Linked DNA regions of Mus musculus: all the other regions are linked to region 5. The links are chromatin contacts, called in public promoter capture Hi-C maps. All regions are on one chromosome and are shown on one strand. Each heading gives the region's core, a stretch centred on a gene start, on an enhancer-like site or on the middle of the called end of the contact. The rest is flanking DNA. Distances are from core to core; before and after follow the strand shown. Region 1 holds the start of Mios (meiosis regulator for oocyte development). Region 2 holds the start of Pdk4 (pyruvate dehydrogenase kinase, isoenzyme 4). Region 3 holds the start of Ica1 (islet cell autoantigen 1). Region 4 holds the start of A430035B10Rik (RIKEN cDNA A430035B10 gene). Region 5 holds the start of Sdhaf3 (succinate dehydrogenase complex assembly factor 3). Region 6 holds the start of Pon2 (paraoxonase 2). Region 7 holds the start of Rpa3 (replication protein A3).

What was found. Promoter capture Hi-C pulls out the DNA fragments that hold promoters and counts their contacts. Capture Hi-C pulls out chosen DNA fragments and counts their contacts.
Region 1: a promoter capture Hi-C map of pre-B cells shows a contact between it and region 5, with 2.3 times the contacts expected there. The contact joins the promoter of Mios here to the promoter of Sdhaf3 in region 5. A contact is called at or near these places in 10 of 39 promoter capture datasets (the 3T3-L1 cell line, 3T3-L1-derived adipocytes, cranial neural crest and 5 more), 3 of 115 datasets of contacts at active chromatin or transcription factors (astrocytes, microglia and stem cell-derived neural progenitor cells) and 2 of 9 other capture datasets (adipose tissue and liver).
Region 2: a contact with region 5 is called in a promoter capture Hi-C map of liver, with 3 times the contacts expected there. The contact joins the promoter of Pdk4 here to the promoter of Sdhaf3 in region 5. A contact is called at or near these places in 1 of 39 promoter capture datasets (liver) and 2 of 115 datasets of contacts at active chromatin or transcription factors (cardiomyocytes and embryonic stem cells).
Region 3: a contact with region 5 is called in a promoter capture Hi-C map of pre-B cells. The contact joins the promoter of Ica1 here to the promoter of Sdhaf3 in region 5. A contact is called at or near these places in 2 of 39 promoter capture datasets (the 3T3-L1 cell line and pre-B cells).
Region 4: a contact with region 5 is called in a promoter capture Hi-C map of pre-B cells, with 3 times the contacts expected there. The contact joins the promoter of A430035B10Rik here to the promoter of Sdhaf3 in region 5. A contact is called at or near these places in 2 of 39 promoter capture datasets (pre-B cells and second pharyngeal arch cranial neural crest) and 1 of 115 datasets of contacts at active chromatin or transcription factors (astrocytes).
Region 6: a promoter capture Hi-C map of liver shows a contact between it and region 5, with 2.2 times the contacts expected there. The contact joins the promoter of Pon2 here to the promoter of Sdhaf3 in region 5. A contact is called at or near these places in 1 of 39 promoter capture datasets (pre-B cells), 1 of 484 Hi-C or Micro-C datasets (CD4 T cells), 1 of 115 datasets of contacts at active chromatin or transcription factors (thymic regulatory T cells) and 2 of 9 other capture datasets (adipose tissue and liver).
Region 7: a contact with region 5 is called in a promoter capture Hi-C map of pre-B cells, with 8 times the contacts expected there. The contact joins the promoter of Rpa3 here to the promoter of Sdhaf3 in region 5. A contact is called at or near these places in 6 of 39 promoter capture datasets (the 3T3-L1 cell line, hippocampal neurons, liver and 1 more), 1 of 484 Hi-C or Micro-C datasets (CD8 T cells), 3 of 115 datasets of contacts at active chromatin or transcription factors (astrocytes, stem cell-derived neural progenitor cells and trophoblast stem cells) and 2 of 9 other capture datasets (adipose tissue and liver).

What each region holds. Positions count from the first base shown.
Region 1 is chr6:8,207,823-8,210,522 of GRCm38.p6, forward strand. Mios (meiosis regulator for oocyte development) reads left to right here and starts at 1,405. Exons shown (of 12, transcript NM_145374.2): 1 at 1,405-1,589.
Region 2 is chr6:5,495,021-5,497,720 of GRCm38.p6, forward strand. Pdk4 (pyruvate dehydrogenase kinase, isoenzyme 4) reads right to left here and starts at 1,258. Exons shown (of 11, transcript NM_013743.2): 1 at 1,013-1,258; 2 at 1-11. The coding sequence starts at 1,142.
Region 3 is chr6:8,777,169-8,779,868 of GRCm38.p6, forward strand. It overlaps Ica1 (islet cell autoantigen 1), which reads right to left and starts at 1,316. Exons shown (of 14, transcript NM_010492.3): 1 at 904-1,316.
Region 4 is chr6:8,507,880-8,510,579 of GRCm38.p6, forward strand. It overlaps A430035B10Rik (RIKEN cDNA A430035B10 gene), which reads right to left and starts at 1,282. Exons shown (of 2, transcript NR_040452.1): 1 at 1,100-1,282; 2 at 1-932. Glcci1 (glucocorticoid induced transcript 1) reads left to right here and starts at 1,721. Exons shown (of 8, transcript NM_133236.3): 1 at 1,721-2,440. The coding sequence starts at 2,008.
Region 5 is chr6:6,954,743-6,957,442 of GRCm38.p6, forward strand. Sdhaf3 (succinate dehydrogenase complex assembly factor 3) reads left to right here and starts at 1,276. Exons shown (of 2, transcript NM_001077713.1): 1 at 1,276-1,458. The coding sequence starts at 1,285.
Region 6 is chr6:5,297,069-5,299,768 of GRCm38.p6, forward strand. Pon2 (paraoxonase 2) reads right to left here and starts at 1,272. Exons shown (of 9, transcript NM_183308.3): 1 at 1,144-1,272. The coding sequence starts at 1,217.
Region 7 is chr6:8,257,798-8,260,497 of GRCm38.p6, forward strand. It overlaps Rpa3 (replication protein A3), which reads right to left and starts at 1,344. Exons shown (of 4, transcript NM_026632.4): 1 at 1,203-1,344. The coding sequence starts at 1,301. It overlaps Umad1 (UMAP1-MVP12 associated (UMA) domain containing 1), which reads left to right and starts at 1,491. Exons shown (of 4, transcript NM_001302354.1): 1 at 1,491-1,696.

The DNA of each region.
Region 1 (2,700 bases), core at 155-2,654, 1.3 Mb after region 5:
ACATGACAAGGAAAATGTACAAGTTTGATTGATATATATATATATATATATATATATATATATATATACACACACACATATGTATGGAAAGACAGACAGACATAAGAGAAAGTTATTTTCATGTAGCTAGCCTAGCTCAAACTCAGTATATTGTTGAGTCTATCTTTTAATTCTTTGATCCTTCTGCTTCAACCTCGGGAGTGTTGATATTATAGACGAACACTACCATACCCAATTTTAAAAACATTTTGATCTGTGGTGGTTGAACCTGCACAGGCAGAGCTAGAGGATCTGGAGGGCCAACAGCACTATAATAAATCATATGTGAATCTCTCTCTCTCTCTCTCTCTCTCTCTCTCTCTCTCTCTCTCTCTCTCTCTCATGCTTATAAGCATGATTTGTCAATACCTACATGTTAAGACAAAATGGAGTGATTGATGTATTGTGATGTATTGTAGTATGCTGCTACTTGGTAAGGGTCACTTGAAGGTGAGCACTGACAGACAGATCTGATGGCCCAGATTGCAGCTTGGGTACACTGTGACTATGGGTAGTTGAATGATGTTCAGGATCGGACTGAACAGGACTCAGAAAGATTTCATAACATTCTAAAATTCAAATTTAGGTGTTCTTTAATTCGAATCGTTCACCTAATATTTTCAGGCTTTGACTGGTCAGTGGTTACTGAGACTTCATAAGCAAACTCACAGGTAAATGAGAGACTTGCTTTCCCATTGCTGTATCCTGTTTCCTGACACAGTATTCAGTTCTAGAAGGCCTTTCTCTTCCAGTTGTTTCCGTCTTTAACTTTTCTGTGACCAATCCATGTTTGTCTTTCTTAGTCTAGTGATCCTCAAGGAAGTTCTTCTGATGCCCCACCCAACCTGAGGGAGGTGCTCTCCCAGGTAGCTTAAAAAAGCCATCACTCTTTTGTCCTGTTTCCTACAAGGGTCTTTTTTTTTTTTTTTTTTTTTTTTCTCATTCCTATATCCCAACACGGTGTGACTCAACAAGGCATTCATGACCTCTTTTTGGAATAACTGAAATCGAATTATGAGCCCCAAATCCTTAAGTTTTTACGAAATCGCCCATCCTCTCTGTTCAGTGGAAATTAAAATGTCTCACATATGCTAAAATGTGTGTACCACCACGACCATGGTAGCTGGCTTCAGAGAAATAATCAAATTCCATGAGAGCAGGGTTAAAGAATGGCTGGCTTGCTGGAGAGGGGTCCCGGGGCAGGGCCCACACTGGGCGGAGCGCTCGAGAGGGAGGCGGGGACTCTAGGTTGTGGCCCTGCCCACAAGAGGGCGACGGAAGGGGCTCAACTCAAGCGCGGAGCGCTCGGGAGGAAGGCGGGGTCTCCGCGCGGCGGCCCCGCCCCGGGGCGGTGCCGGGCGAGGGGAAGGCGGGGCTCGCGGCGAGGAGGTCTGCTTCGGAGGCGGCAGGGTGGTTTGGTCGGGGGCCCAGCGGGTGGCCCGGGTCACCGCCCGTGCTTCGGCGGCCATCTTGCCCGCGCCCGTCTCCCGCGGCGGGAGGGGCGGCGTACAGGCCGGAAACGTCTGTGTGGCGACAGGCCACCTCCTCAGGTCAGTGAGTGCGGCCCGGAGCGGGTGTCTGCGTGAGGCCCGGGGTGGCAGCCGCGGCCGCTTCCTCAGAGCCTCGCCGGCGGGTGGCGTTCCGCTCGATCAGTGCGATGGTCACGGCACCGGGCTGCTGGCGGGCCTCGTGTGGAGCCTTGGGGCGTCCCGCGGCCGCGTGGCGACCGTCCTCCGTGCGGCCGCGCCGGGAGTGCGGAGCCGCGTCCCCCGCCGCCCAGCGGCTCAGCCAGGTGTCTGGACCGTGGGAGTCACGATCAGATTCCTGGTTTACCCGGAATAACAACACGATGAGTTCCAGTTGTACCCAATCAAATCCTTGTTAAAGGGCCTGTCACCCCCGTGAGCTCTGTTCCCTACCGACACGAATAATGCAAATTCCTTGAGAGGAATGGCTCAGCAAACGACTGCTCTTGTTGGCTTTTTTGAATAACTATAGTTTAACGAAAATATAGATGCGCAATGTCTTGTGGAGATGGTAGTACTCCAAATTTCCTGAAACTGCTATCGTTTACTTAGCGCGGAAAGAAAGACGACAGACCATATAATTGTATGTTTTGCGTTATGACAGTGTTTTGAATGTGTGCCCAGTTGCCACGTGGGGTTAAGATGCTTTGTAAGTGTATAGACTGGATTCCCAAGATTTAATAAAAATATAAAAACTTTCGTATTTTTTACAGTGTTGTATATTTTAAATTATTTCTTATTTGATAGGTTAAATTAAAAGATATTCTAAATTTCGTTTGCTACTTCTGAAATGTGCCCGCTAGAGAATTATAAGTGGTGGTTCACTAAATTTCTTTTGGATAGTGTTACCCATGTTCTGGTGGTGACTTGTGGGGAACCATTGAAGGGAAATGAACACTGACTAAATTTGAAGGTGAGGACCTAAATTATTGCCATCTCTTAGCCCCTCCATGGATTTGGCAGTTGTCTCCAGCATCTGAAAGCATTCACTTCCAGGACTGGTTGAAAGAACTAAATAGGGACAACAACATCTGTATGAAGCAGAGAACTCAACTGTGATGAGTTGGTGTTAGAACTTTGTGTGGTGGAAATTACTTAGATGTTACCCAAGTCATAAGGGACTTGTAATCGTCTA
Region 2 (2,700 bases), core at 8-2,507, 1.5 Mb before region 5:
ATTTTCTGAACCTGTAGTGGGTGAAGCGTGTTCAGTTTGGGGGAAAATTTGAGACTAAATAGCAAATACAAAGGATGTTGTAAAATAATATCTTAACTACAGTTAGCTTAGTGCTTATAGACACTTTAAAGCTAGATCTTTAGTGCCTTTTTCTTTCTGTCCAATTTCACCCCCTTTTCACTTTTTAAGAGTGACCAATATAGGTGAAATACTGTTTATTTTCTTTATGAAAAGAAAAAAATAAGCCCACGGTGGAGAAATCAGACCACTCTCCAGTTATTTCTATGCGTGAGTCCAGGGCCTGTACCACAAACTCAATAACACACCCTTAATGAGTATGAACCTGAAAGGGTCTGGGTAGAAGGAGACAGAGGCCTTTCCAGACTAGCAACAAACAATACCACATTGACATCTTGAAATGTTCCATATGCCACCGCGGAAGAAAAGGAGTAACTGTCTTTTTTTTTTTTTTTTTGTAGTAGTAGTAGTAATGTAAATACTTGTAAAACAATAAAGGAGAAATAGTAAAGATGCCTGCTAGGCATGCCAAGAGATCAGCGGGGTGTGTGTGGAGGCGGGGAGTATGAGTTTAAATCTGTATCTATCAATCTAAGGTAAGTTTGTGTTATTAGGAAATTGGGAAGAAAGGAGTTAGTTTAGCTTCTAGTCCATTATTAAAATGGTGGCTGAAAGGATATATATATATATATATATATATATATATATATATATATATATATATATATATACACACTCAAATGATCTAGACAGTGAGAAGAGAAAAGTAGATTCGAAGTTGAGCATCAGTATGGTTACAAGTGACTTAGCCTTTCTGGTACAAACTGTCAGAAAGTAACCAAACTAGGAAAACAGGTGCACAGCCTTTTGAGAATCCCGAGTTCTTCGGTCAAAGAGACCTCAGTCGTCCTAGCCCTGAACTCAGCCCTTCCCATCCTGGGGCCTCCCCAGCCTCAGCGCCACCCTCCTGGGCCCTGCGTCGCCCGCCTCTCACCAAAGTCCAGCAGCTGCTTCATGGACAGCGGGGACGGGCTGTAGCGGGAGAACAGCTCGACCTCCCTGGGGACCAGGCTGGCGCTGCTCAGCGAGCTGGCGCTGCGCATCACGAAGCGGGCTGCCTTCATCCTGACGCCCACCTAGGCTGGCGGTGGTTAGGATCCGTAGGGTTGGCGAGGGCTGCGGGTCAGGAGCGCGGTCGAGAGGGAGCAAGTGCGTTGTGGTCCCAGGGTCCCGGGTGCTCGAGCCTGGGTGAAGGGTTGACACTTGGGTCTTCCCACCACCCGATGTCTTGCCTTTTATCTACCTCCACGCCCTCTCCACAACTCCAGCCAGGAGGAGGCTCTGGGACTCTGAACTTGGGGCCACACCAATCAGCTCAGAGAAAGAACTTTGGGCTCCTCCCTTTGGCCGCGGTCACTAGAAAGGCCTGGCACAGTGATCCCGACACGGTTTCCATGGCCTGCAAGGGGCAAAGGGTGAGAGGGAGGAGGGTTGGGGTGGGATAGGGGGAGCAGCCACAGCAGGCATCCGGGATGACGTGGGCCCCCTTGGGATAGATCCCAGGTCGCTAGGACTTCAGGCCCGCCCAGACTTGTCCTTGTTTACAACTCCAGAGCCATCTCAATGTCACGCATTCCTAGCCAGAAACTGTTTCCAAGAATCTCACCGCGGAGCGTGCATTGGTGTTCGCTCAGAGCGGGACTTTTACAGTAGCCAATCATCTGCTTACTAAAGTATGGGCTTCTTTGCCATTGGACCTCGAAAGCAAGGACCACCCTACAGTTTTATCCACTTTCTTCTTAGCGAACAGCTCAAGTTTAGAAACTGCCTAAATAGGCTTATTATTAATGTGGTGGAAAATCCCAGTTCACTTCTCTCCTGTAACACTTTCTACCTGTTAATTAAATGCAAACTAAAGAGCGATTTGCTGAGGGTTTGGCTGGCCCTGTAGTCCCCCTTCCCTGTCATTCCCCTCTTTCTCTAAGGCCTTCTAGTTTGCTCTTGACCGCCCTCCACTCCCCAGTCTGCTCCAAAAGCTCTTTCTTCATTGCGGCTGCCCTCCTTCCAAAAAGCAGCCTTTGTCACTAGCAGGCACCAGTAGCATATTTTAGTTATTTGGGCTCTTTCATTTCCCAGAGGCTCAGTGCATCCTACCCTACTTTGTTACTGCCCAATATTGACCTCCCTAATGACTGCTGTTGAAACATGCTAGCGGGTCATAACACTCTCATCCTAACCTCTCTCGTCCTCCCGTTCACTCTAAATGGACTGTAGAATGAAGCCAGTGTTTAGGGACGCTGTAACGACTTGGTTGCAAATGCAATGTAATGGGAACTACTAATAGTAATAAACTGCAAGGGCAGTTTGTTATCCAAGGCACCCTTAGCCTTCGACCCTTGCATATGAGGAGACTGGGGTGTTATGAAAGTCATAGATGACGGTGGGTGCACTCTTTGCATTTTCCCCCATGAGAGCTCACCCAGTCACAGGACTGATGTCTGATTTCTGCCTCTAGTTCAAACTCTGCCCCAGATTCCAGTGCTCTGCTGTTTAGTGGACTTGTGCAGGCACAGGTCTAGCATCAAAGTTCCTCCTCTTAAACCTACCACCAATACTGGGGGTCTGCCTAATGTTGTGTCCACTTGTGTGACTTGCTTAGAAATAACACGTTGGCTTTCTGTC
Region 3 (2,700 bases), core at 66-2,565, 1.8 Mb after region 5:
GTTAGCAGCTGCTCAGGTTGATGGATAAACCCTTCTTGTGCTAGATTCAATGCTATCTAAAAATGGAGAATATAGTCTCATTTCTAGACCTTAATGCCCACCAAAAGACCCCAAACGTTATTCACGGATATGGCACGTTAAAGGCTCCAAAGAGTGGTTCAGAGGCTTTGGAACCCTACAAGTCAAAAGATAGTGTGAAGGTTAACGGGGGAGCCGCTTGGGAGAAAGACTGGCATAACAGGATATTACTTTCAGAGGAAACAGGAGCTGCATCAAGCCTGGGCCAGGAAAGGCGGAGTCAGCAGCGCAGCACCCAAAGAAACCCCGCGTGCCAGGGTTTGCAAGAACGTGGCGTGCTCAGTGACTCTTCCTAGCCCGCAGGGGCCAACCACAGGCCTCCTGGCACCAGTCATTACAAAAAAGGTACCCATCGGCTCTTAGCAGTCCCTGCCAAAGACTAGCATAGGAGGAACGGCAAAAGTAAACGTCAGATACCGCTGCAGGTGAACTTGTCAACAAGTCAGCTCTAGACGAAAATCCCAGTCCAGAGGGGACCTGGGAGGAAGGGAAGGGTAGGCCAGCACCGGCTTGGGTATGGGCGCAGGTGCTCTCTGGTTTCCCTCCCGCTCCCTGGGGGCTGACGCACGCTCCTAGGGCGCGCGCATCCTCCACACATCCAGGCCCGAGGGAGGATCTGCGGGAGGGAAGAGGATGATGCTCCTCCCGCACCCGATGGGGGGGTGGGTGTGTGGATGAGGTGACCCGCCTGGAACCCGTAGCCCGCAAAGGGCAGTAGAGGCGGCCTTGGCTTGGCGCCCCCGACCACCCGGCCACCCGGGCGTCTCCCACTGCAGCATGCAGCCCGCCCGGCCCGCCCCCGCCCCGGCCCTGGAGGGCAGGTACCTTGGTGCTCCGGCCCCCAGGAGCCTCCCGGCGGAGATCCTAGCGTCCCTCCAGCTCCCTGCGCCGACGTCAGCGTCAGCACTGGCGAGGGAAGGGGCGGGGAGCGCAGGAAGCGGTCCTTCCTGCAGCGGCCGCCGCCAGCCGGAATAGCAACGCGGAGCCGGTGCGCGCCGCAGCGCAGCGCGGCGGCCCGAGCCGGCGCCCTCCCCTCCGCCAGAACCCGCCGCCTCCCTTCCTGCGGGGACAGCGGCCACTCTCTGCAGGACCCAGGGATCCTGGTGGGGGAGGGCGGTGGTCTCACCTGGTTTGGGGCGGATCAAGGATGAGAGGACCGAGTGTCCCTCTCTCTACTCCCTGGGGTTTTCCCGTGACCCCCATGTCTAGGGTATCTGGCGTTTGGACCTGCTGCCAGAGATGACCCCGCCCCTGCTCCCTAGCAGGTGTTCCACGTGTCCATAGCGTTCGCGTCACAATGACCTGTCTACAGGTGGCTGACGCCTAGAACACCTCAGAGTTCCTTCCTCGGTTTGTGTAAAGGGTGCGTGCTACTTTATAGAGTTTGGTTACTTGAATGGACAGGAGATTTCGTGAGGTCAGTGCCAAAACAAGTAGGTTTGCATCTGGAGTCCAAATTTGGGCTTAAAGGCTAAAAAGGCAGTGTTAAGAAAACAGCTGGGTATGTATTTACACACTTTTTTTTAATATCCATATGCCATATCAGTCACCTATACTTACTTTAGACAGTGTTTCATCTCTTCTTATCCTTTGTCACAAAACACAAACCTCAGTTTCTGGAGTACCTTGCATATCACAGGAGAGGGATATCAAATAATGGTTCCCAATGCTGTCTATACTGATAGAGATACTGGGCTCACCCCTCCTTCGATGTCATAGAGAAGTTTGTTGAATGATCACTGCTAGGAACAGCTAGTAGGTGGAAAGAAAAATTACTTAGTAATAATGCAAACAAGCCAGAAATCCACAGCTAACATAAAAGGGTTGTTTCCTGGGTGCCAAACCAATACTGTGTCCTTCACACTGAATTTTTTGATGGCCCAATATGGTGGTTAAAATTATCCCCGTTTTAAGGGTGAAGATACCGTAGCTCAGAGTTCCCTACGGAAGACTGGTGGATCTGATAGCCTTGGCATGGCTCAGTAGTGAAGAACCAGGGTTGAACCTAGGGTTGTCTGAACCAAGATTTAACCTGAGGAGAGAGTGGGGTTTAAAGCATGGTTAGGGATAACTCAGTGGCTGAACACTTACCTAGCATGCACAAAGCCCTGGGCTTGGTCCCTAGGAAAGCAAAGTAAGAAAAGTGTCCAAACATAGAAAGAAATGCTAATTTCTTCTAACATCAGAGGTACGCTGAAGGGCCAAATTTCCCTTGACTCATACCAGTCTTCATACCAGTCGCAATTTATTAATTACATGAAAATATAAGAATTCCACTCACTTATCAAAGATTGGTTTTGAGGCAAATGCATTTTTTTTTTTTTATAAGAAAGCCAGTGTCTGATGTGTTGAAAGTGTCCCCTAGAAGCATAGTTCACTGGGACCTAAGCTCTGGAAAGAACAAAGAAGTAGATTTACAGAACCATTTAAGGGCTAAGGCAGACACCTTGGCCAGAAGTCTGAGAGCCTGTCAGTCACAGAGGCTGAGTTTAGCCTTCAAAGACAGTACCTGCCATCGAAGAACCCACAGGATGAAAGCAGGGTCTGGCCAGTGTGAACAGAATCCCCCTAGCTCCCAGAGACTTTAAGAGCACACCTTAAGTGATGTCTTATTCATTTATT
Region 4 (2,700 bases), core at 32-2,531, 1.6 Mb after region 5:
TCTGTGAGCTACCATAAAGTCTCTTAATCAGAACACGCATCTTCTGCTTGGAGGTACTAAGGGCACAGGGCTTCTTCAGACGCCTGCCTGGGTCCCTCTGGCCTCAGCTTCCACTTAGCTGAGTGATCTCAGACAAGACAATTAGTGTCTTTGTGCCCCAGATAAAGCAGGGAGGATAATAACAGCACATACCTTGTGGATTATGTGAAGAACGAATGAGTTAACACATAATAATGTCCTTAGAACAGTGGCTAGCACGTGGTGAATGTTTAGTAAACATTAGCTATTATTTTTATATGTGATAAAGCATAGAACTATGACTAATATAGTAGGATATAGTACTAGATGCTATTTTTTGTATTTTGATTAGGCATCATCAATATTTTTTCTAAACAACAATTTACTGTGCTTCTTATTTTTTCTTATTTTTTTAAAAATTTTCATTTAATTTCATTTAATTTCTGTCTGACCACACAGGGAAGCAGAGAAAGGTGGCTCCTCTGAGTGAAACTGATCATTTAGTGCCTGGAATCAGGAAGCTTGCCAGTGTGGGCAGACACCAGGCAGACGCCAATCTGACACGCCACTTCTTTATTTTGTAAAATCTTATGTTTTTGTTTATCTCATGTGAATTAATAGGAGGTATCTGATGTAGAGCTTTAACTATTCCTGATTAGGGTTTTATATACTTTCTTATGCCCATCTAAAATCTTCGTACTTCTCATTTTCCTTGCAGAAGAATAACCCCCAGTGCCATCACACAGAGGAAATGACCACAATGAATTGTTACATTATGCCTGGTCTTTCTCCCAAGAGACCATCAGCTCCGGGGTAGTAAACTAGGTGCTCTCCATTAATAAATCTGATGATGCGATGCTGTAAATTTTCTTGTTGACGTGTACAATTCAGAATGTGATGTTCTCCACCCTACCCTGTAACGACAAACAGGTTGTAATGGCAGGTGCATTTTGTTCAATGTAGCATCCATACACTAATCCTGAAGTTGTTTTGATTCACAAGGCGACTAGGACACTTAAAGACATTTCTAAGATTAAAAGGGTTAAGGATCCTTCACTCAGCTTTAACTAAAACATCTCACCGGATGCAGGTGTATTTGCAAAATTAGTTTGGCTTCAGCGTCCTCAGCCCCAGGTTGTAGAGAGCACTGGAGGGTGGAATCCTTGTAACTTGCTTATCGCAGCGCGCGCGTGTCTTTGGGCGTCGGAGTCCGCGCAGGGCACGTATGGACCCACTTTTCTAACCTGACCCTCACCTCAAAGCCTGTCAACTCTTAAGTCCCTCCCTCCGCGCGAGGCCCGCCTCTCTCATCCACTTCCATGCTCCGCCCCCAGAGCGGAAACGTGGTACTGTAATTGGCCGAGTCTCCTCTCACTCCGACAATACAACCATTCCTTGGCATCCCGGAGTAGGGTGGCGCTGCCAATCACAGCGCTCGCAGCCGCAGGAGCCGGGTCCGGAACGCCCAGAGGCGGGGCCGGAGGCGGGGCGCCGACACAGGATTAGTTGCCATTCCGAGTGAGAAGCGGGTCGAGGTGGCGGCGGCAGCGGCGGCGGCGTTTGCGGTGGCGCGGGTTACGCGCAGCGCGAGGCGCCTCGAGGCCCCTTTCTCTCCTCCGAGGCTAAAGTCCCGGCGCTGCCCGTGGTCGCCGAGTCGTGTCGCGCGGGCGACCCCCCGCGAGGGCTGAGCAGCCGCGGGAAGCGGGCGAGTGCCCTGTCAGCGCGATGCCCGGGGCGGCGGCGGCGGCGGCCATGGGCTCGACGCGGGCTCTGCCGTGAGCGCCCCGCAGAGCGCCGCGGGGCGGTTGAGCCGTTGGACGTTGGCCGTCGCGGCGTCCCCTCCCCCTCGGCGGCGGGGTGCGCGTCGGAAGGGGAGCCCCGCGGCTCCGCCCCTCCCCGCCCCTCCCCCGTACACATCGCACGCACCGCGGCGCCGGCTCCCACACGCTCGCTCGCGCGCCCGCCCGCCCGCCCGCCCGCGGAGCCACCATGTCCACTGCGTCCTCCAGTTCCTCTCAGACCCCTCACTCCGCGCCGCAGAGGATGCGGCGCAGCACCGCGGGCTCCCCGCCCGCCGCTGCCGGGAGCGGGACGGGGCCGGCCGGGAGCTGCGCACCGGCTGCGGGAGCCGGTCGGCTGCTGCAGCCCATCCGCGCCACGGTGCCCTACCAGCTCCTGCGGGGCAGCCAGCACAGCCCCACGCGCCCGGCCGCCGCCGCCGCCACCGCCGCCGCCGCGCTCGGCAGTCTCTCCGGGCCCGGAGGGGCCCGCGGCCCCAGCCCGTCCAGCCCGACTCCACCGCCGGCCGCTGCCCCAGCCGAGCAGGCGCCTCGCGCCAAGGGCCGCCCGAGACGGTCCCCCGAGAGCCGGCGGAGGAGCAGCTCACCTGAGAGACGGAGTCCCGGCTCGCCCGTGTGCAGAGGTAGCGAGCCCAACCCTCCCGTCCTCCCGGGCTGCGTCTCCCCGACGGTGCCCTGCGTGGAAAACTTCAGCCTCTCCGGGCTTCTGTTTGCTAGTGCATTACCGAAGGTGTGAAAGTGGCTTTGGGAATCTCACCCCCCACCCTGAGGTCGCTGCAGGGCTTGGAGGAGCGACCTGGAAATCAACTTTTATCCGACCCTCACACCGCCACTCAGATTTTATCTTGCATCCCTCGCCTGCAAAAGAAAAGTGTTTCGGTTT
Region 5 (2,700 bases), core at 26-2,525:
ATTAAAATTTAATTGGAACGAAAGAATAAGGACAAGAAGCTATCAGCTTTTGAAATAGTTACTTTTTTTTTCCCCACCTCTACACAAGTTTGGACTTGTGAACATCTAGATTTCTTGTTTTTGTAAGACCCCCGATGCTGGGCCTCTGCAAGTCCCCAGGTGAGCTGGCCAACACCCCAACGTCCTGAGAGAAAACCATACCTGATGCAAACTGCAAGAGGTTTTATTATCAGCTAGCTGAGGATGAAGTCCCTTTGCTGGTGCAGGGCAGGGGAGTTCGACCCGGTGACAGTAGGGAGCTTTTAACAGCTAGCTGAGGAGTTAGGAGGAGTTGGGAGGAGACTTGGGAGGAGTTGGGAGGAGAGTTGGGAGGACTTGGGAAGAGTTCTTCTCTTCCGGGTGTCCTTGGTGAAATTTACAAGGCAGGAGTGGGGAGTGAGTTCTTTCTGAATTTTTATCTCTGTGTCCTTGGCACAGGAAGGCAGGCATCTCTGGTTGTACAGTATAGAAACAAAAAGGCTTTTTGCTGGCTATAGAGAACAAAGAGCTTCTTTCTAGCTGTATTTTTTAAAGATCAGGGAAAACAAGCTTGGGAAACATCCAGGGGCTTTATCTTCCAGGGAGAAACGCTCTAAGTCAGGGTCTCACATTTTCATCTCACATTGTTTAATAAAAATTCTCAGAATCTTGGTCTTGGAAAAAAAATACACATAAAATAACTCCCAAGATTCTTTCATAGTGCACTTGACCTAGACCAACAAAGTCTGCCCTTCAGGGCTCACTTGTGATAACTACCTGGAAGAAGCTATGCCTACTGCATAAACTCCAAGTACAGCACTGCAAAGGACGAGGGCTGTTGCGAGGGACCGGCGAATGCCACACTATTTCAGAAGCCATAACACTTTGGATTAACCACGCAAGGCTTTCTGGAGAAGACTTCAGTTCGATGAAGTCTTTCTCAAATATTTAATAAGAAGAAACTAGCAAATGGAGAAGATGAGTTAACTCTGAAGGTAACAAGTCGCTCACACAAGACTTTTTGTCTTACACAGCAGCACCTCTCTAGGAAACTCAAGAAATTACAACTACTCCTCAACAGCCGCGCCTTTGGCAGAGCGTTTCTGTCCGCCCGCCCCAAATCCGGGTTTCCGGAAGGACAAGATTCTATGACGGACCAAACCGGATGAAGGTCGCGCGCTCTCTTCCGCCCGCTTTGGGGTTCACCCATAGGCGACTTCCTAGCGGGGGCGGAGCTACGCCCACCTTCTGCGCAGGCGCGGCGCGATGCCGGGGAAGCATGTCTCGAGAGTCCGGGCTTTATATAGGCGAATCTTGCTGCTACATCGGGCTCTGCCCCCGGACCTCAAAGCCCTGGGTGACCAGTACGTGAAGGACGAATTTAGGAGACATAAGACTGTTGGTCCTGGCGAGGCCCAGCGATTCTTGAAGGAATGGGAGGCAAGTGACGCCCCCTCCCCGCCCCCTCGTCCCGGACCTTGGGTTTTCAGTTCAGACCCCACCTTCCTAGCTGCTTCCCAGGGTCCGTGCACGGCCAAACAGGGCGTCTGGAATAGACAGACTAAAGTGGTCAAACAGCACTTCTTTCAAGCTCCGTCGCGAATCCCCCAGCTTCCCGCACAGGCTCTGTGCTTGAGCAGTTTCCCCCGCATTCAGAAGAACTTTCTGAGAGTGCTGAGGGTGCCAGGTGCTGGAGAGAGAAGGGTGGCGTGTCTCAGACGTTACTGCACTCCTGACTGTTTAGTGCTCCAAAAGTTCGTCGGCGTTTGTCCTTTGCGTTGCCTTTAGGCTGTTTAGGTGACAGCCGTGTAATTAACATGATGTCATTACTTAGCTGCCAGAATTAGATCATTTCGATCATTTGTTAATTTGTAATTGTAGGGCCTTAGTAAGCTTTCCACTTGACAGATAAATTATATAACCTAGAAAAGACCTAAGGATTGCAATTTGTTAAAGGGGTAATGCTGGCGGGGGCACGCGTTTGGATTCAGTGTTTGACTTTTCTCTTTTCTTTCTTATTATTTATTTTAGGTACATATTTATTTATTTGTGTGTATACGGGTGTGTGTGTGTGTGTGTGTGTGTGCTGGAGGTCAGAGGCTAACCCAAGGGAATGGTCTCTCCTTCCACCACATGGCTCCTGGGGATCAAACCGCGGGCTGCACAGCTTGGCAGCAGACACCTTTCTCAGTGAGCCATCTCCACGACCCTAATACCTTTTTTTTTTTTTTTTTTCTCTTAAGAATGAAGGGGGAGAAAGAGTATTGCATGATGCTGAAGAGTCTTGCAGGATCTCCTCCCATCTTGAAAATATCAGGAGGTGAAAGGAGTTGGGCATTTCTAGAGTGCATCTAGGTATTTTAAAGAAACTGCTCTGGTAAAGTAAAAAAGATTTTTCATGCTGATAGTGGCTGAAGTGATATTTACCTTTAAAACAACATAAAGATTAGGCTAGGGAAAAGCATTTTCATTGAATTCTATAATTCTTGATTGTAGAATTATTGAAGAGAGAACTTTATAATAATGAAATGTATAACTTTCTTAAAAGTCTTGGTTTATTAGATATAATTTGGTTGCCAGGAGCTGGGGAGGTTTAATATTTTTAAATGCAAAACACTTTCTTTAAATATGTAGTTGGTATTGAAATCAGAAAACTAGATTTAAATTCAGACCTCAGCATTT
Region 6 (2,700 bases), core at 22-2,521, 1.7 Mb before region 5:
GAAGAGAAGAGAAGAGAAGGAAATCTGACTGTCATGCTGGCGTGTGCCTATAATAGCAGAAGTCAGGAGACCAAAGAATCCTGAGTTTTGAGACCAGACTGAGCTTCAAAACAGAGGATACACAGTGAGACTTCGTCTCAAAACCAAGAATTCATTTAAAATTTAGAAAAGCACCCAAAACCCAAGGCCGATGCCCTATCAGAACCAACTGAATTAGAATGTTTCACATGGTGCTACTTGGACGTCAAGACTCCGGGAGATCCCAATATCCAGGCCCCGTTGCTGTGCCCTTCGGGCTTATTTGTACAATGCAAGACTCATAGCAGTTTGCTGCTAAACAACCAATGAGTGCCGGCGCTTCCCTTTTGCCTATTAGAGAGAGGCCCAGTGTGAAGCACACCCTTCAGACTTGCCCGCCTTCCTCATCTGAGTCTACGTTGCCTCCCAGAACGCCTACAGAAGACTGTCTTTTCTCTTTAACCCTATAAGGAGCTGAGTACTACTGTTCCGGAACACTTTTGCAAGAAGTTTATAAAGTTTGAATTGGTAACTTGAAAGTATGATGTCTACCCAGAACAAACAATCGCTCGCTCTGCTTCTGGGACTCTGGTCAATAAATAAGGAAATGATGTAAGAACAGTAGCTGTCTCTCTCAAGCGTCTTTGATCTCCAGCGCCAAGACGGAAACCCTGAAGTTTCACCAACTATTAATGCTGGGGAGGGATGGGTTCCGGCTGAGCAGAACAGCACCAGTGACCTAAAATGAAGCTGTATAATTAGAGCGTCCACGCATGAGTAATGGTTTTGTTTTCAAATTAAAGCACTGGGTTTGCCCTTGGGGAATTTGCAAAGCTCTCTCTTGTCAGCCTAGGCAGAGGAACCTCGGCACCAGCAAGCGCTGGAAAACTTTTTCCCAAAGTGTCTAGGTCTTGGTGGAAGTGGACTGGGTCGGTTAAACGGAGCACCGGTAGCTATCCGAAGTTCTTCCTTCCATCCGGTCCCCCCCCCCCCCCGAACTAAACAAGCTCTCTCTCCAGTTACCTCCCCCCCTCTCACCCCCTCCCACCCGCCGCGCGAGCGCCCCAATCAGCTCGGCGGTCCCAGCCTAGGGACTCCCGACCCGGGACCCTCGGCAGCACCTACCTGAGCGCTAGGAACCGCTCGCCCAGCAGCGCCAGCCCGATGCCCAGCAAACTCAGAGCCACCATCCGGCCCATGGTGCGGGACCGGCCCGCCGTCTGGCTCGGGCCTGACCGAGCAGCTCCGGACGCTGGGCCAGCTCCCCGCCCCGAGCGCGGAGCCGCGCCCGATCCCCGCCCCGAGCGCCGGCTCTGCAGCCCAGGCTCCGCCCGGCGCCTCGTCCTCGGAGCACATCCGCACATGCCCGCGTGGGAACCCAACTGAACTTGATTCCTTTCACAAACACCCCGCCAAGCCTCCGATCCTCGCGCAGCTGCACCTGCTCAGCTCCCTGAAAACTTTAGGGTGGCCTCTGCGGAGTTCCCTTAATTTAGTTAAGTTTGGGCTTGCTTTTTGCTGTTTTGGCCTGGTGTTTGAGGATACTTTCCCCCTCTGTTGTGTATAATTTTGGCTTTGAGAAGCTAGGAAACAAACTCAGGACTTTGTTCATATTAGGCTAGTACTGAGCCATATCTACAGTCATACACTAGTTTTGTTATTACACATACGTGTGTATAACATTTCTATATTTAAATATAAAATATATTTAGATAGTAATTATTAAACAACACAGAAAGTATATTATATATATATATGAAATCTATTAAAATTGTACTTTTAAATGTTCTTATTGTTTTGAACATAAGGTCTCATGTGGTCCAGGCTGGTAGGGAACTTCTGATCTGTCTACCTCCATATGCCAAGTTCTTGGGCCACTCAAGGCCCTGCCTAGAGTAATATGTTTTGCCTTAGTTCTTTATTTCATATGCATGGTTGTTTTGCTTGCATGTAAGTATATGCACCACATTCATGCCTGGTATCCACATAGGTCAGAAAAGGGTGCCCACTACACCAGGAAATACAGCCAGTGTTCTTAGTGCTGAGACATCTCTCTCGTTCAGACATTTTAAATATTCCTTTCCTTTTTTTTCTTCTTTTAGATGGGAAAAAAGTGGTTCTGGACAGGTCTTATATAAGAAGTTAGAGTTGGAATTACATCCTTTTATATTAAGATTTATAGCCAGGTGTGGTGACGCACACCTTTAATCCCTGCACTTGGGAGGCAGAGGCGGGTGGATTTCTGAGTTTGAGGCCAGCTTGGTCTACAGAGTGAGTTCCAGAACAGCCAGGGCTACACAAAGAAACCCTGTCTCGAAAAAAAAAAAACCAAAAAAAAAAAAAAAGATTTTAGACTAAAACACCACAAACTCGGGACTCACTGGAGTACTAATCAATTTTCTCTTCTTTCTCCCTTTTCATTTTAATACTTATTGATATACACTTATAAAAATATAAAGAGGGAGGGCACTCGTTGAGATTGCGACAGCTACTGGGTATAACTTGAAATCAGTTCCTAATTGTTCCCAGTGCTTAATTCCCACCTGCAATGTTTGCAGAAGCTACACAGTCAGTTCCCGGGGACCATCCTTTTCTGACAGTGTTTTGTTATTGCAGCTCGAGGTGACCTCAGATTTGAGGCTCTCTTGCCTTGCCCTCGTGAGGATTACCAGCAGATGCTGG
Region 7 (2,700 bases), core at 94-2,593, 1.3 Mb after region 5:
AGAAAACAGAATCTACAGAAATGAATATTTAAAAGATTCCCTGAAGTTTCATTTGGTTGAATATAAAGTAATAGGGGTTTTGGACAGTTTATTTGGTTCAAGTTATAATCTTATTACCTGATCAGATGATTGTAAGCCCAGTTAATTTTGAATTTCTAATAAACAACAAATATTTGCTTAGTGTTTTGTGTGGTTTCTTTTATTTGCAAAAGACACTTGGTACACTAAAACTAAACGAGGCTTTCACTGTCTAATGAAATTCTGCCAACATTCTTGATTTAGTACATCTCACAGAATACCTTCTTTTTGAGGGGTTGTTTGTTTGTTTGTTTTCGAGACAGGGTTTCTCAGTATAGCCCTGGCTGTCCTGGAACTCACTCTGTAGACCAGGCTGGGCTCGAACTCAGAAATTCACCTGCCTCTGCCTCCCGAGTGCTGGGATTAAAGGCGTGCGCCACCACCGCCCGGCTCAGAATACTTTCTTTTAAAATTAAGAACGATGATCTAAAAGAACTGGTTGCCAGATCTGAGGAAGACTTCCCTTGAAACTGAGCTCTGCCACTCGATGTGAGGTTTGAGCAGCTCAGTCAGCCTACCTGTTTAGTTAGAAATTCTTTTCCCTTAGAAAATGTGTGAATGAAATGACCTAGCAGGTAAGTCCTTACAGAGGATTTTCTTTCCCTCGGCACTCTCAATTTCTGGGCCTTTGGGCTTAATTTTTACCTATAGGAAGGACGAGGCTGCAATCTAAGACTGGGCTAGATACAAGGTATCTATAGAATATGGGAGGGGCTATCAAGAAATGTTTCATAGGGAGACGACTGCAAAGTAGAAAAACTAGGCCCATAAATAGAGACGGCTGCAAAAGACAGGGAAGCAAGAAGCTAAGTCTGGCTAAAACAAAAACTCGAACAACAGACAGAGGAGCCAGGTTTGTAAATACCTTCCTGGTAAATAAAGAAAGGGGGCGCGGAGCGCTTGGATCTAAAAGGTCATTCCAAACAGTTTTGGGGACATAAAAGAAGCGGCACCAAAATGTTGCTGCAATGGCTTAGCAGTTTCCACAAGCTCTTCTTGTGAAAACTACAGCAAGCTGGAGGGCAATGCTGCTTAAAGGTGACCTGCTCCCAGCCTCAGCTCCCGACCCCGCAGTCCTTCCCGAGTGGCCGTGGTCCCGTCCTCTCGCCCGAACCCGCATGCACCTTTTCCAGCTTCCCCACGAAGCACACGGGCCGGTCGATATACTGTGGTAACATGCTGGCGTTGACGCGCGCTTTGGGGAGCTGCATTATGTCCTCCATGATTCTGCCGCCAACACTCGCAACCCGCAGGAAAGCAGAAAATGATTGACGCCCAGCGGGCGGCCGCGCCAACCCGGGCAGATTTCCCGAACACCAATCAGAGGAGACGTACGCTCCAGACCCACCAATCAAATCCACGGGAGCATCTGGTTCGCTCGCACCGGGCTGGCGGAGGGGCTCAAGGCTTCCGGAAGTACTGGTAGACTGCCTAGTGACGCGCGGCGTTCCGGAAGTCACTGGGGCCGAAACCCGGCGGGCAGTGGAGGCGGGACTTAGAGGGGCGGGGGCTGAGGCCTGGGACCCGGGATCTGGAGCGGCCGAACGTCGACTTGACCCCGGAAGTAAGCTGAAGGACCGTGGTGGGTGGCGAGCTGCGGGCTGCGGCGGAGTCTCAGGTAGCTTTCTTGCGGGAGGTGTCTGGATCTCCGCGCCTCTCTCCTCCCGAGGGCTGAACCGTCGGGGTGGTGGGCGGAGTCGGGCTCCTGGTCCCGGAATGCCGCGGTGCGGGCACTGACAGTTGCCAGCTTTTGCGCGGGTGGCGCGGGTGCGTGCCTAACCTGGGGTTTGGGGTTTTTATTTTTGAGCCAGTTCTACCTGTAGAGAACCATCGTCAGTCTTTACCCCTCCCTCAGGAGGTTGTTGCTAGGAGACGTTGTGTAACGGACCTGCCTGCTTTACCCACTGGCAGCAAGAGGTGCTGCCCCTCTCTTTACCTTGGACCTTTTGCTAGCCTTGGCGGTGTGGAGGTGTCCATTTCCTCACCTCCTGGGTGCTGGCGTGCATTGGGGCTCCGGTAGAGGAGGACCCCCGGGAAGGACTAGAGATGACAGGCTTCACCAGCTGTTGGACCCAAGCTAGTGCTCCTCCACTGGCGTCACATTTTCTCTTTCTGCAAATGAGGGGTTGACTGCTTTGTAAGGTGCTAGATAACTCTAATTTTGGGTTGTAATACTATATCTAGTTCCCCGAAGTACTCAGAGCTGGCTGTCTGAAAGACAGTTTATTCCAAGATTTGAAGAAAATTGTCGGATGTGTTTCTGGTTCAGAAAATGACTGGATGCTGGTGGCTGTTGATTTTAGTAATTTCACCAGCAAGGGATTGGTACTGAGAAATTTCAAAATGAACGCACATAAAAATACCTTCAAAAGAGGTTGCAGAAATTAAAACATAATTTTAATTGCGTCTCATAATTATGTGGAACAGTGTCTGGATTTTTCTAAAGCCAAAGACTTATTAACCTTCAAATTCAGGGCTAATAACTCAGTTCCAATAATTCAGTTCCAATGTAGCCTGCTGTTGCTGCCTTAAGTAATAAAATACAAAGATCTGGTTCCATCTATTTAAGAGTGAAATCCAATCTCCCCTATTTAAACGATTGTTAGCTCTCCTTAGTGTTCA